2 separate regions of the Mus musculus genome follow, and region 2 is linked to region 1. Evidence: chromatin contacts called from public promoter capture Hi-C data. All regions are on one chromosome and are shown on one strand. Each heading gives the region's core, a stretch centred on a gene start, on an enhancer-like site or on the middle of the called end of the contact. The rest is flanking DNA. Distances are from core to core; before and after follow the strand shown.

Evidence for each region. Capture Hi-C pulls out chosen DNA fragments and counts their contacts.
Region 2: a contact with region 1 is called in a promoter capture Hi-C map of adipose tissue. The contact joins the promoter of Dhcr24 here to the promoter of Cyb5rl in region 1. A contact is called at or near these places in 3 of 39 promoter capture datasets (the 3T3-L1 cell line, cranial neural crest and hippocampal neurons), 5 of 115 datasets of contacts at active chromatin or transcription factors (astrocytes, bone marrow-derived macrophages, embryonic limb bud and 2 more) and 1 of 9 other capture datasets (adipose tissue).

Annotation. Positions count from the first base shown.
Region 1 is chr4:107,060,828-107,068,273 of GRCm38.p6, reverse strand. It overlaps Cyb5rl (cytochrome b5 reductase-like), which reads right to left and starts at 1,280. Exons shown (of 7, transcript NM_001346552.2): 1 at 1,229-1,280. Mrpl37 (mitochondrial ribosomal protein L37) reads left to right here and starts at 1,408. Exons shown (of 7, transcript NM_025500.2): 1 at 1,408-1,824; 2 at 3,504-3,687; 3 at 3,774-3,889; 4 at 6,206-6,391. The coding sequence starts at 1,479.
Region 2 is chr4:106,558,588-106,565,858 of GRCm38.p6, reverse strand. Dhcr24 (24-dehydrocholesterol reductase) reads right to left here and starts at 4,821. Exons shown (of 9, transcript NM_053272.2): 1 at 4,462-4,821; 2 at 1,303-1,458. The coding sequence starts at 4,692.

The sequences.
Region 1 (7,446 bases), core at 31-2,530:
GTCTCACTCTTTCTGTATTCTGCCAAACACCTGGCATACAGGAAGCTCCCATGGCCTGGTGAGTGTTCGTTCCCTCTATAGTCCGGGAGCTGGGTACAGGATTTGGTGTTGTAAGGCAGAAGGCACAGGACACGGTCCCTGTCCTTGTTAAGACCTAGCACGGTGTTATACTCATCCAGTCACTCCATCTGTACTGTGCATCAGATAACTGAGTGAATGGTGCCTCTCTTTATGGCAATTACTCTTAGCATTTGGGAAGGAGATGTACTAAGACAAATGAAAATGCTTTAACTGTAAACTGCTGGGTAGTCTGAGTGTTAGTCATATTGTCCTCTGCCTCTTTTGCATTCATGGGGGTTAAATAGTCCTATTGTCTCAGTCGTTTTGGAAACTGGTAGACAAGGTGGCCACTTCATGCACAATTTTAAAGATGAAGTTCCTTCCCATCTGGGAGGCACAATCCCTGTTGCAGCCTCGCCCTGGATGCTTATCCCTACTCTTCAGGCCTTGGCTGAAAGGTCATCTCCTCTCAGAGACCTTCTCAAGTGTTCCCCTTGTCATTACCAAGCACCTTATTTGTTCTACTATGTATTCATTTGTTAACCTAAAGTGTGTGTCACGCAACTGCTCTAGAAGCCAGGGAGAGTTCACGGGCCGGTCACTAAACAATGCAACTCTGACAGTGGTCAAACAAGAGAAAAGACCTAAGGGACAGGAAGCATGTGTGTGTTGCCACCGTTCACGTCGTGCACTCATGTACTCACTCGGTGGTCCCTCAACCTATGCCCACCCGATGCTTACTTAGCACAGTCCTCACTCTGACCCCCGCAGCGAGCCTGCCAGAAGCCAGTGCACTGGACCCGCCTCCGGGAATCGGAAAACTTAGCAGCAGCAGAGCAAAAGTAACTCGCGTTCGGCGCCGGGCGAGCCGCAGTGCCAGCAGTCGGCCGCCAAGCTGGCATAGAAAGAGGTACCCGGGCCACTCGCAGGCTCTGGGAAGCCGCAGCCAGGAAAGTGTGGGCAACGCTGAGAAGGGCGGAAAGGATGGCAGTTCCAGAACTCATGAGGCGTCGGACCCGCTAAGGCATTTTAACTCCTAATTTTACAGCGAGGAGACCGGGCCCTCTCACGTTCTAAATGCCTAAGGGTCAAAGGCGTGCAAAGTACAGATCTGAGGTCCCTACGCTCCTCCGCGCCGGCCGCGAGCTCCACCACCGCGCTCACCTACCTACCAGCAAGTTTCTTCACGTGTGGCACTTCAGAAACCCCAAGCAAAGAGCACCTTCCAGGTTCCACCAATAAGGATGGGAACTGCCTGAGGGGCGGGGACAAAGCAAGCATATTCTAATTGTGATTGGGTGAAGTGTCTGTCATTCGCAAAAACCCGTCATTGCGCTCCGCCCCTTTGGCTCCCAGCAGTCCCTGCACGGGCAAAGATGGCGGCGTCCAGGTAGAGGTTTTGTAGAAACGGAGTCGGTATGGCCTTGGCGTCCGGGCCCGCTCTGCGGGCACTCGCTGGCTCTGGAAGGCTCGGCCTCGGAGGTTACGGGACTCCGAAACGTGGGGCGTATGAGTGGGGCGTGCGCTCCACGCGGAAGCCCGAGCCTCGCCCCCTGGACAGGGTGTACGAGATCCCCGGTCTGGAGCCCATTACCTACGAGGGCAAGAAGCACTTCGTCCCGTGGCTGGCGAGGCCGATCTTCCCGCCGTGGGAGCGCGGCTGGAATGACCCACGCTTCCACCGTGCCGCCCCGATCCACGAACAGACTCTGTACAAGGAAGAACCCTGCTACATCTTCCACCAGCGTTGCCGACTCCTGGAGGGTGAGGTCTCAGGACAAACGGGAGGAGACGCTGTCCCAGGCTCAGCAGTGACCCCGAGCCTGGGGAAGTTTCTTCCTCTGGAAGTAGAATAGAGTAACACCCGGCTTCCAAGAGTTGTCAGATCAAGGTGTTTGTGAAAGGGAGCAATGGAGAATGTGTGCAGAGAGGAGGGGATTTGTCTCCATGCGTGGAGAGGTGATAATAAAGCAGGTCTACAACGCTCCTTTTCTGGGGGTGTCTTTTGTTAAAATAGGCCTGGGATATGTTTTCAAAGAAAGGATTTGCACCCAAAAGTCTACCCACTTAATAACAGGTCAGAATGTCTTGAGCCTTTTCCTGAGTTGGAGGCCAGCCTAATCTACAGAGTGAATGAGTTCGAAGACAGTCAGGGCTACACAGAGAAACCCTGTGGGGAGGCGGGGGAGATACATCAATGTCTCAAAGTCATTCTGTTTCTTAAGAGGAGTGTCAGGAACTGTTTTCCAGAGTTGAACCCTCTCAGGATCAGGATGAGGATAGGGAAGATCCTAAAACCAAAAACAACTGAAGTCTGTGGGAGCAGAGATTCCAAAGGATAACTAGGAAATACAGAGACCCAACAAGGTTTGGAGCCAAATTAAGAGAATCAGTCATAAGTTTGGAAAAATCGATAGCCATAGGCCAGCCTCCTAAAAGGCCCACTTCTATGCCTGCAAGCTGATATTTTTGGCCATTAACCATTTTCTGTGAACTCAGGAGGTGCTGTGAAGGATCTCACAGACACGACCCCTTTGCATTACCCTGACAACGAATGCCTAGTGGATGGATGTGTTTCAGAAGTTAGGATTGCACCTGGAGATGGTGGTGCATGCCTTTAATCCCAGCCCTCAGGAGGCAGAAGCAGGAAGATCTCTGTGAGTTCAAGTCAGCCTGGTCTACTGAGTGAGTTCCAGGATAGCCAGGGCTACACAGAGAAACCGTGCTTTAGGAAAAAAGATCAGAAGTTAAGATTGCATTCATTGAACCAGTCTGAAAATGTATTTTCTATCCTACACTTTCTCAATGTACAGAGAGGTCTTATAAAATCCCAATAAACCCTTGTGAGATATGGCCCTGAGAAGCAGACTGGGGTTATAGAGAGACTGTGGACTTTATGGTAGACAGTCTCAGGTTCTCCTCTTACCTGTATTACCTTAAAGATAGGCAACTTGAAGCAAACTCAGTCTGTCCAAGTTTCCCCCTTCATGTCAGAATCCCATCTAACTTGTAGGTAAGTTCATGGCACAGGAGGTGACATTCAGTAAATGGCAGCTCTAAATACTTTATATTTTGTTAGGTGCTAGAGAGCCATAAAACATGGCTTGAGATTGCTAGCAGAAAAACATCACAGAGCTGGGATTTTATTTGAAGGGCTGGTATCCACTGAACTAGTCTCACAGCTTTGATTTCTCTGTGGGGAGTCAGCAGGGAACTCAGCTGTCTTGAGCATGGTTTGAACTCCTCCTGTTTTTAAGCACTCATTCCCCGTATTCTGCTCTTACCACCTGGAAGTTTCGGTTTTCAGATATCTCAAAAACAAAACCAGAGTCCCTTGAGGCAGCCTTTTCTCTGGTGCTCCCTGACAGGCATAAACATCTCTTCCTGAGCCCTCCCCTCCCCTCTCCTCTCTCTCTCTCTCTCTTCTTTTGGTTGTCCCACAGGGATGAAGCAGGCTCTCTGGCTTACTAAGACCAAGTTAATAGAAGGCCTCCCCAAGAAAGTGCTTAGTCTTGTTGATGATCCAGCTAATCACATAGAGAACCAAGAACAGCGTGTTTTGGATATCATCTCCCATGCCCGGCTTTGGCACTCCACTGAGGACATCCCCAAGAGAGAGACTTACTGGTAAGTTTCCTCCAGATAAGATAACTGAGGAGTGTTGGGAGTTATATGTTGCTTTAAGTCTCCAAATATCTCTTCTTTCCTCCAAGCCCACTCATTGTGGACAGCCTCATACAGCTGTGTAAATCCCAGATTCTCAAGCACCCTTCTCTAGCCAGGCGGACCTCTGCCCAAAACTGCACCTTAGCCACCACCTGGAACCGCGGTAGGTCACCCTATATACCAGAAGGCCTTGCTGGGCTTTTTGTTGTTGTTGCTTTTTTATTTGTGTGTCTTAATCTCTCTTACTGTCAGCCCCACCACCAGGTCCCATCCCTCTCATCCTGCTACATGCTCTTTGGGTTCAGAAGCACCCTTCCTTCAGAAATACCCTTCACTGCATAGCACAGGCTGGCCTCAGACTTGTGATCCTCCAGTCTGCACCACCAGGCCCAACTTTCTCGTTTCTGTTTTTACCTGCTTCTAAGACTTTATTCCACCAGTGATGGCTGACTGTGTCTGTTGAGTCCCCAGAGCATGCGGGAGTGTGTAAATGCCACAGCCGGGGACATGGTGGGGCACACTGGTCTCTCCCTCACCAAATCTGTAGCTTTGCTTCCCTTTCCTACTCCTGCACCCTCCAGGGCCACGTATGCACAGAGCAAATCACCCAGCACTGTCACTTGTCATGGGACAACAGGCCCTCTGTGCTGTGGCCTCCACCTAGCCCTAGCTGTGTCACCTGTTCTGCCAACCCCCTCCCCAGATCACTAAGTTTGTCCCGTAGAGCTTTTTGGTATCTAGCTTTCCTATCTGCACATGCTGTGTGCTTGGCAGTGCCTGCTGGCGTTTCAGACAGCAGTGTCAGTCCAGGAGTCTAACTGATAGAATTAGGGAGCAGGGAACCCCGCGGTGGAATATGTGGGACTTGGGATATCAGTTTAGTCGGTTTTCTCATCTCCCCCTCTGCATATGGACTTCTGGCAAGCAGTCAGCCTGGCAGAGGTAATGGCACCGCTAAGGAAATTAGTGCACCTCATTAATGGAGAGTACTTGTTGGCCCATTGTCAAGTATTACCTCTAATTAAACTGCCCCATTTTGCACTGTCACTGGAGGAGAGATGTGGAGGGAATTGAATTAGAAACCACACTACAGTGATCTGTGGGGAGAATCTAAAACCCAAGGTTAGGAGAGGTCCAGGCATTTGTGTAAGGAAACAGGAAGTGCCTTAGGAAACTAATCTTGAGGTGCAATTACTGCAGAATTTATCTGTCTGCAGATGTAACATTCATTTTTTTTACATATCTTGGGAGACTGCATGCTAATTAAATGACATGCCATCGACCAAACCATTTTCTAATCTTACAACAGCCCTAATCTATCACCTTTACACCGAGCTTTGACTCTTTCTGAAACCCAGGCACCTGCAGAGGGCAGTTGCCACTCAGAGCCACTCAGGGTGCTGACAACAGTCTCTCCAAACACATTTCGTCTGGTAGTGGCATGTGGCTTCCCCATGGGAACAGTACAGGTGACATTTCCACATACTCACATATCCACAATTCAGTGATTAGTTAGCTGTGTGTGTTCCTCTGACCACCTGTAGAATACATGTTAATCCAACTTCCCCCAGGCTCTGTGATCCGCCTGGCTTTTCTCGCTCCGTTGTTAAGAAGAGTTTGGGTCTTTGCCTGGGTTTGAAGAATCTCCTCTGCCCCTGCTCACGGCACGTCTCCTTCTCTGCCTCTTGCTCTCTGTGGCATGTTCAGCTCACCCTGGTTTGTGCCTCCATGCTCTTGCGTGCTAGTCTTCATTTTCAGTGCCTGGCAGGCTCCTGCCCTCACCAGAAACAGTGAGGCGTTTGGCAGTGTCTGAAGCCAGCTTTGATCATGGACCCAGATGGCACGAGTGAGGATGGAGGTGGACTTTCTAGTGGCCAGAGGCCAGGCTGCTGCTGAACACGTACATGTACAGTCCAGCCCGGTGATGGAGAGTGAGCTGGTCCACCTGCTCCTACTTCAGATACCCTTGGCGGTTGTTTTGTAGCACTCTCACTGTGCAGCCTGACGGGCCTTGAACTCGCTGAGATCTGCTTGCCTCTGCCTCCTAGGTGCTTCAACTGCCCAGGCTTAAGGAGTTGCTTCCTTCAGGAGGCGCTCCGGGCTTCGCAGAGGGCTGTGTCTGAATATGGCTTGTGCTTCCCATAGCAACACTTGCTGCCTAAAGGGCTCCTCGAGAGGAAAGGTTAATTCTGGCTTATTTTTGGATCCCTGGCTTGGAGTTGATGGAAGATGAAAGATGCCCAGGAGTCAGGAGCCTTGAGATTTATCAGAAGAGCACCCCAAGAAAAGAATATGATAGTTCCTCATCTCTTGGGGGCTCAGAATTATTGTCCCAATGCCATGTGTGTGCTCTGTGACCAGGTTGGTCACCCAGAGAACCTATAACAGACTGGACTCAAGGTTTGTGTGTAGTGAAGGCTTCTTACTCTGAGAGCTGTACAAAGACCCAGTTAGACTAATCTCTTTTTCCCTATTTTAGAGTCTCTTCTCCTTCAGGTCCGAGGTACTAGTAGTACCATACTGAGTGCCAAGGATCCCCTGCCCGTCATTGCCTCCAGGGAGGAGGTTGAAGCTACCAGAAGTCATGTTCTTGAAACCTTCTATCCCATATCTCCTACCATCGATCTTCAAGAATGCCACGTTTATGAAGTGAAAGATGACACAGGTACGGAGCAAAGCTTTGGATTTTAAGCAGTGTGGAGAAAGGGATATGTTTTTATTCCTTCCGTTTTTTTTTTTTTTTTTTTTAGAGAAAGATAAACTTAACAGCCCTGGGGGTTGATAATACAAATGCATTACCTTCTAGAATCTGTGTGGCAGCCTGTGCTTCCTCTTTTTTTTTTTTTTAATTTTTTTTTTAAAAGAAGGCTTGGCATCTTGGTGAGCTTCTTTCTCTCTCTGTCTCTCTGTCTCACTCTCTCTCCCTTCCTTTCTTTCTCTCTTTTCTTTCTTTTTTTTTAAGATTTATTTATTTTATTTATATGAGTACACTGTAGCTGTCTTCAGACACACCAGAAGAGGGCATCAGATCCCATTACAGATGGTTGTGAGCCACCATGTGGTTGCTGGGATTTGAACTCAGGACCTCGGGAAGAACAGCCAGTGCTCTTAACCGCTCAGCCATCTCTCTAGCCTGCTTCCTAACTCTTAATCATTTGCACTTCACGTTAGGAATTGCTTCCTCCCAGAAATGACAGACTTCAGTATCAATCAGGGCCTTTTCCTTTATCTTCTCACGGTCGGTCCCTGAGTCACACTGCCTTGCCGCATCTCTGCTTGGATGTGATTGATCTTCCCCTCTACATTGTGAGCACCTCACAGGCAGCTATGGCCTCCACTTGCGCTCCCCTCACTTCCTGTCTAGAGCTCAGTGCACACAGGCTTCTGAGTGGAGCAGCCTCAAGGATCATGGTGTGCAGGGAAGCCTGGGCTCTCCTTTCTGTGATTTTCAGAGCCCATGTCCCCAGCGGCTTCTCCTTCCTCACCACACTCACCCATTCCAGGCACCTACTCTAGAAGCTCCCAGCTCACCAGAGATTTATTCATAGCCACTCAGAATAGGATCATGACATGACAGTGAACACTCAGTCTTGTCTGAAGTTGCCAAGTCCTTTGTTCCTGATAGAGTACTGCCTTCTGCCTTCGTAGCAGCCATGGCTCTCCATGTTTTAGTATCACTGTCATGTGCGCTTAGATAATCACAAATGGATGGAGTTAGGA
Region 2 (7,271 bases), core at 3,572-6,071, 510 kb after region 1:
GCAGACTGGCCATGCAAAAGATACTATGTAGCAGTAAAACCCTTTGTACCAGGGACATCAATATGGATGCATCTTAAAATACTCATTAGAGAACCCAGACCCAAAGAGTATACACTGAATGATTTCTTTCAATAGTATCCAAAGTCTAACACTTATTTATAACAGCAGAAAGAGAACACTGCTAACCAGAGGCTGTGGGTGGAACGGGCAGGGAGGGGTTTGGGGAGAGAATTACAAGTCTGTCTGTGTGTGTCTGTGTGTGTGTGTGTGTGTCTGTGTGTGTGTGTGTGTGTGTGTGTGTGTGTGTAATGGCGGGGGTGAGTGTTCTGTATTTTGTGTATTTTGATAATGGTTTCACTGGTGCAGTCATGTCAAAACTCATGTCAAAATTTATTACCCAACTGCGTACTTTAAACATGTACGGTTCATTGTGCCAGGCAATACCAACAAAGCTGTCTCAGAGAAGGCACAGTGATACCAGTACTTCGGCCGGGGTCTCACAGTGATGAAATATCACCAGGTGAACACACCGCAGTCAAAACCACTCCTGTCCCTGGATATTGCAACTTTCTATTAAAATGAAAGTGCAATCCAAATCTCCGCGCTGGAGACCTCTGATGACATGTAAGCCGAGTCCCCCTTTCCTTAAGTTACGTGTTGAGAAGAAGAATATCTACACGTTATCTTAGCTAAAAGGCCCAGAAGCATTAAGAAGTAAAATTAGTATGTGGGGGGAGTTAGGGGGTGGAGGTGGGGGGTGCAGAGGGCAGCAGTGGCAAAGAGTGTGTACTTTTGGGCTAGCCAACCAACAAGCCTATACCAAATTCCCCTCGCCAGCTACCTTTGTAGCCTACCAGCATACTTTCTTACCAGGATGGATAGATAAACAGGGTCCTTTTGTCTCTCATTTTTGCCTGGGATTTCTCCATCCCTATTTTTTTTTCCCTAACAGAACTAAGACAATCAAAAGATTCCCTGGAGTTCTCAGCTTGCCTGGCTGACTATGGGCAGACTTTCCTCCTAGTGGCTACAGCGCTCGGAGGCCAACAATGGGAGGTAGAGACTTGCCCGATGGCCTCGGACCTGTCCACTCTGGGTGAACTGAACTCATTTCCCAAGAGTCACTCATACCCGGGGCAGTGCTGACCCGACCCCAGAGCCAAGGACAGCATGTGCTCACTCCGTTTTGTCACTTTTTTGGGGGAAGGAGGGGGGCAGTACCTGGGATTGAACCCGGGGCCTTGCACAGTGCTAGGTAAATGTAAACGCTCCACCACTGAGCTACGACCCCAGCCCCCTCACCTGTTTCTTGGTGTCCACCTCCAGGATGTCCATCAGGTTGATCATGATGTTCTTATGGGTCTTCTTGTACTTTCCGACTCGCAGCGAGACAGTGAGCCAGCCTGGGCGCCCCGTGCACATGAAGGTCTTACTGCCCTGTTCCTTCCATTCCCGGACCTGTAACCACAGGATACGACTCAGCTGGCTCCATCTGGGAGTCCCAGGGGGATGGACACACAGCCCTTCTTTCAGGATGAGGGAGCTGGGAAAAAATGCCTTTACCCAGGCCCCATTGGAGAGGATGGTGACGCTGAGGGCTTTCCCCTGTGCAGTCTCCCTAGCTCAGGACGTCAACAGAACAGCCAATGTGTTGTTACTGCACGAGGACGAATGCAAGAAAGCCCTAGAGAACAGAGTCCTCCAAAGACAGTAAGTGGAAAGCCCAGGGAAGGCTTTCTAGCAGTAGCAGAGCAGTCATAAACATGATTATCATCTCCATCGTACAATCACCCAGTGAGGCACCTACTGTTCATTGTCTGGTTAGATCTCTTCATCTCAGGAGGCTGGGTGACACACCCCCCCTTTGCAGATGAGGAAACCCAGGCAAGATAGTTTGTATGAGGTTGTACACCCCATGACTGGAAAGACCCGAATTCATAACCAGGACTGAACAAGCCGAGCCCGAAAGACAGAGAGCTGGGAGGGAGACAGAGGGGCTTAGTCCATGGAAGAAGAGCGTATCCAGTGCCAAGTAGATGCCTGCTGTCAGCATCCACATACGCTAACTCATGTACCAATTTGACAGAGGGGACAGGGAAGGAGCAGCCAGTCAGTGGGAGGAAAGACTTTGGCAAAACTTCCACACTGGAGCAAGAAGGTGCAGAGGGTGATGCACTAATGAGGAATAGAGGAAGCTGTCCTGTCCCTGCGGACGGACAAGGCAGGCGTGATGCATTGCTGTGGTCAGGGCACCCAAGCACCAACCGGTTCCTCTTCCTCTGCTTCTAGTGATTCCTCTCCCCCCACCCAGGCTGACTGTGCCCTGCTGGCCACAGTGACAGTTTTAGGAACAGGACTGTGAGCCCAGTAGGCAAACCCCTTCTGGGTCTGGTTCCAGGAGGGCACTCTCTCTTTACTGAGGTGGTGGCAACACTGGCTGGATCTAAGCCGGAAAGTGTTGGGGATTCCACAGGAAAACAGCACCCCACTAGAACGGAGCCAACTCAAGGGAAGGAAGAGCCAAGAATGACATGGCAGGCAGGATGAAGATAAATGGGGGAGGGGGTCCTGGGTTCAGTTATGCCTCAGCCAGCTGTACTGATCTAACAGGCATTCGCAAACATACTCTGACCCCAAGGGCAGCTGTCAGATAACAGTCACTGTCTTCTAGAACTCACAGGGCATCCAGCAGGTAGATGCTGTTCAGGACACAAGCTAGTGTCCTTTTTACTCAAACCAGCTTCAACTAAGTTTTGCAAGAGTCTGGTCAAGGGTCAGTGGGCTGCCCTGGAGCTGTCTGTCAGAGGGCTCAGGATGGGGAGGGGCTTTCCTCTGATTCAGTCTGGCAGAAATGCAGGACTATGAGTCCCCGGTGGGAAGACAAAGGGTGAATTCCAAGACCACCCAGCTCTGCCTGACCCTGCAGTGGGAGACTTTATGTAAACAGAGTGTGAGGGAGTGGATTAGCGGTTGCTGCTGGATCACACAGGCAGAAACTATCAAGCTTGGGACATTGATGGGATTTGGGGGTTAAAAAGTTCTTTGTCAAATCCTCAAGAGAGACAGAAAGGGTCCAGAAAGTAGGTAACTATTTGGGAAGCTATGGTAAGAAACTAGGCATGAGGCAACAAAATCAGAGATGGGATGGAGACACAAGGCTGAGGGGGTTGAGAGTTCAGGCTCTTACCGAAGCCAATGTTGACTGCCTGCCTTATTTATCGGTTGTGCTGTCTTGGGCACATGACTCACACTTTGAACCTCATTTTAGTAAAACTGGTACTAGACACCAGGAGGCCGTGGACTGTAAACTGCACACACGAGTGGCACAGGTATGGCGTGTAGGGCCCCATTGTTCCTTGCGCATCCTTCCATTTAGTTTAGGTTAACAACCTCTCACTAATACACTCTTGCCCCAAGGGGAGCCGTCAGGTAACAGTCCTGTCTTCTGGTGCTCACAGGACATCCAGCAGGTAAATAAATGGCAAATAGAACCTGCAGACAGACCCAAGGAAAATGGTGCAGGTGGGGGTGGAGGTGCAAAGTGATTCTGATCGATGCACCCTCTGCATCTCCTCTCCCTGGGTAAGGTCTTCTGGTCTGGAGGTCACTCTGCCTGGCACCTGCAGGCTAAGCCTGTGGTGCTCAGTCTGCAGCATACAGCAAGAAGTAAATAGAACAAGAGGGTGGTTGCCATGCGGGCAGCGGCAGGAAGCAGACGCTCTCTGAAGCCTGATGCAAGTTAGAGAGGAATATAAGGAGGGCAAAGGGAGCCCATGCTAACCCTGGATGAGGGGGAAGACGCTTCACTGTGAAGAGAAGTCTTAGCCTTGGTGCCGGCTGGCCTATATGAACTCCTCATCTACTTACTGGGACGACTACATCTGGATGCAGAATCTGCTGCACATTACACGGAATTGGGGGCTGATCCTGCCTTTTAATCTCTCTTTAAACCTCCATTGTAAAAGGATCCGAAGCACCTCGGACCGCAAAACAAACTTTCACCTCTTTCCTGCATAAGGCTCCTCTCCAAACTGACTTTCTAACCTTTTTCCTCTCATGACTGTGCTCCTCAGCTTCCTACTTCTGCTCAGCCAATCTCTCCACTTGGATCTCCCCCCTCCCCATTTCCCAGAACCACCTTCCAGAGGCCATTCCTCCTTTGGAATGTGGGGGGCCTGAGTTACCTGACTGTTGCGCACTTCCCGAGGGTTTAGGGTCCCTCGTTTTCTAGGCACTGCGCATGCCCTGCACCTAGCAGACACTTTATAAACCTAGGGTTAGGGTTCTGTTTGTTGCCCCGGTGCTTTTGCTGCTTCCGTTTCATCCTTGGACAGTCCCTTCCCCCATCACACGCCAGGTCCTTTGCGATCCCCACTCCCACGCCCATTCCTCCGGCCCCACACGCCCCCGTCGCCCAGAGAACCGCTACCCCGGCGCACAGCCGCGCCCCGCGCCGCTCACCTGTTTCTGGATGTCCCGCACGCGCTGCTCGTGCAGGCGCGGCGCACTGCTCAGCTTGAACACCACCCAGGCGCGCACGTAGTAGTAGATATCGAAGATGAGCGAGAGCGGCAGCAAGAAGAGGCACACGAACACCCAGCGCTGGTGGATGAGAACGAACTCCAACCCCTTCACTCGCACCCAGAGCAGAAAGAGCAGCGCGCACACGGCCAGCGACACGGCGGGCTCCATGGTGTCGCGGCGCACCGCGCGGAAGGGTGCGGGCTCGCGCCGCCCGTCTCCTTCGCCCGCTCCGCGCTCCGCCGGCTCAGCGCCTGCCGCCACCGCCCCGGGAGCCTGTAAGTCGGGCCCGCCGCCTCGCGATTGGCTTGGGTCGCCAAGGTTCGGTGGGCCGAGACCCAGGCGGCGACCAATGGTGAGCCGCGCCGGGGATCGGACCAGGGAGCCGCTGCGTTCATTGGCTGCGGGAACCGGGATGCTCCACCCTCTTCTAGTCGGCGTGCGAGGAGGGGCTGACCTGGGCTGGGGGCGCTGGTAGGGTCGGCAAGCGGCGGGCTTGGCGGGGTTTAGGGCTCTCGCTCTGGAGGCAGCGGGACCACCCTTGATCTCCTCCTTGGGTGGTGCCTCCCGTGGACACACGTCAAGCAGTTGTGCATTGGGTTACCTCCCCAGGGTGGGAGGCGCTCCAGACAACCACCCTGCAACCCTGGCAGGAGAGCCTCTGGCCTTGACCGGGGCAGGTCATGACACTCTGTAGGCACATGGCCAGGAGGGGGAATCCTTTCAATTTTCAGGGCGTTTACCATAAATGCATTTGAACTACCCCCCTTAGCAGTTCTGGGCCGTGGGTAGCTGGGACCCCCATTTTAAAATACGCGATGGTGAATTCCACCTGTCGAGTAATTTTAAAAAGCACAGAGGCGTTGATGGCATTCTTCCATGCTGAACCCAAAGTGGATGGAGGCTTGGAGACAGGAAGAAAGAGCTTCAAGGCGGCATGGCAGCCCTAGATTAAGAGTAAGAACCCAGCACATGGCCCCGGCCTTGCGGAGCAACCAGGCCAGGCTGCGGAACAACCTCTGACCTCGCCAGAAGCTTGAGTCCGGTGGTATTTGCACTTTCCCTGAACAGGAGGAAGCTCTGAAGATTTTTCAAACCTCCCAGGGCCTTGTCTGCTTCACGTGTCTTTCCTTCCCCCCCCCCCCCCCCTTCCACCTTTGTCCGGACACGGACTCGGGCACTCCATTCTGCCATCCTTTATAGCGCCACCTTCCACCTTCGGTGAATCTGTCCCTAGAAGGCTCTTTCCCCATTGTATCACCGAGGTAAAGCACTACACAGCCTAGAGATTCGCGAGGTGCCACTTCTAAAGCCAAGTTTATGTACTTCTTTCAGAGGCTCACAGTTCTTTCCATTTTTATATAATTGTCCCTTTATGTGTCTCTCCCTCCTACAGATGGAGCTTTAGGGCAAACAACACCTTGTTATTACAGCACTTTTGAATTTCCAATTTGTGGCATAATGACTAGGGCATTGTAAGGCACACCGTTGTTGACCAAAGGATAAGTGAAGAATGTATGTGGGAGTTCAAATATCCAATAGAAATCAAAGTTCAAAGTGAGAGGTTGTTTACCCTCAGCTTCCAAAGGGAGGAGTCCAGACTGGAACCGACCGTCCTACCCAGCTATGACAGCTACTGATAGAGCTGTCAGTAGCTTACACAAATTGAAATGTCCTTTAAGTGTAAAACACATGTTCATAATATTCATATTGACTTTGGTCAAAATGATTACATTATCTTGGGTTAATAGTAAAATTTTTATTTCTTGGTGTGCATGTATATGTGTATGTGTAGACATAACTGTGACCTCGAACACTCCTGTTTGTGCAAGGGAGGACATGTGTGCTTATGTGTGTATACAAAAGTTCAATGTCCACCCTCCTTTTTGAAACAGTGACTTTCAAAGAACCTGGAGCTTGCTAGACTGGCAGGCCAGTAATTCCTAAGGGATCCACTTTTTTTGTTTGTTTGTTTGTTTCGTTTTTTTTAAAATTTCCTTCCCAGTGCTATTGCAGGTGTTCACTGACATACCAAACTTTGGAAATAATTTTTCACAGTTTTTGTGTGTATGTGTATGCTTATGTGTGTTCATGTGTGCCATTTGAATACAGAAGCGTGTGAAGCTCGGAAGAGGGCAGTGGATTCCCTAGAGTGGGAGTTACAGACAACTGAGAGCCACCATGACGGTCCTAGGACCCACAGGCTTCTTGACTGCGGGGCTCTCTCCTGCCACCAACACCTGGCTTTTAAGGTGGATGCTGGGACCGGAACTCAGGCTTTTAAGGTGGATGCTGGGACCGGAACTCAGGTCCTCGCGCTTTTCGTGGCAAACACTTCAATGTCTAAACCATCACCCCAGCCCTGATTTCATGTTTTAAAGGTAGTTTCTAGAAACTTAAAAATGACAGGTTTGTGTCGTGCTATGTACCTAGAAGCTACAATCCAGAGAGGCTGTCAGAGAGAGCCTGTTCGGACCGTGTCCTGCCCTGGACCTGTTTGATGCAGCTGTTCAAACCAACACTTTATTTTGGAGGTTAAGTGTTCTGAGAAAAGTTCAAGTCTATTGTAATGTGAACAGCACGTCTAACTTAAAAATTAACTAGCGATGAGTATTTTGTAGAAGAAACAATGGAAATTACTAATTGGGATAGTCTTATTCTTGAGAAGAAGGAAGCCCATGGAAAGTAGATAAAAAATTTATTTTCAGGCAGCAACTGTCAGATAAAAGGAATGAAAAAGTAGTCATAGC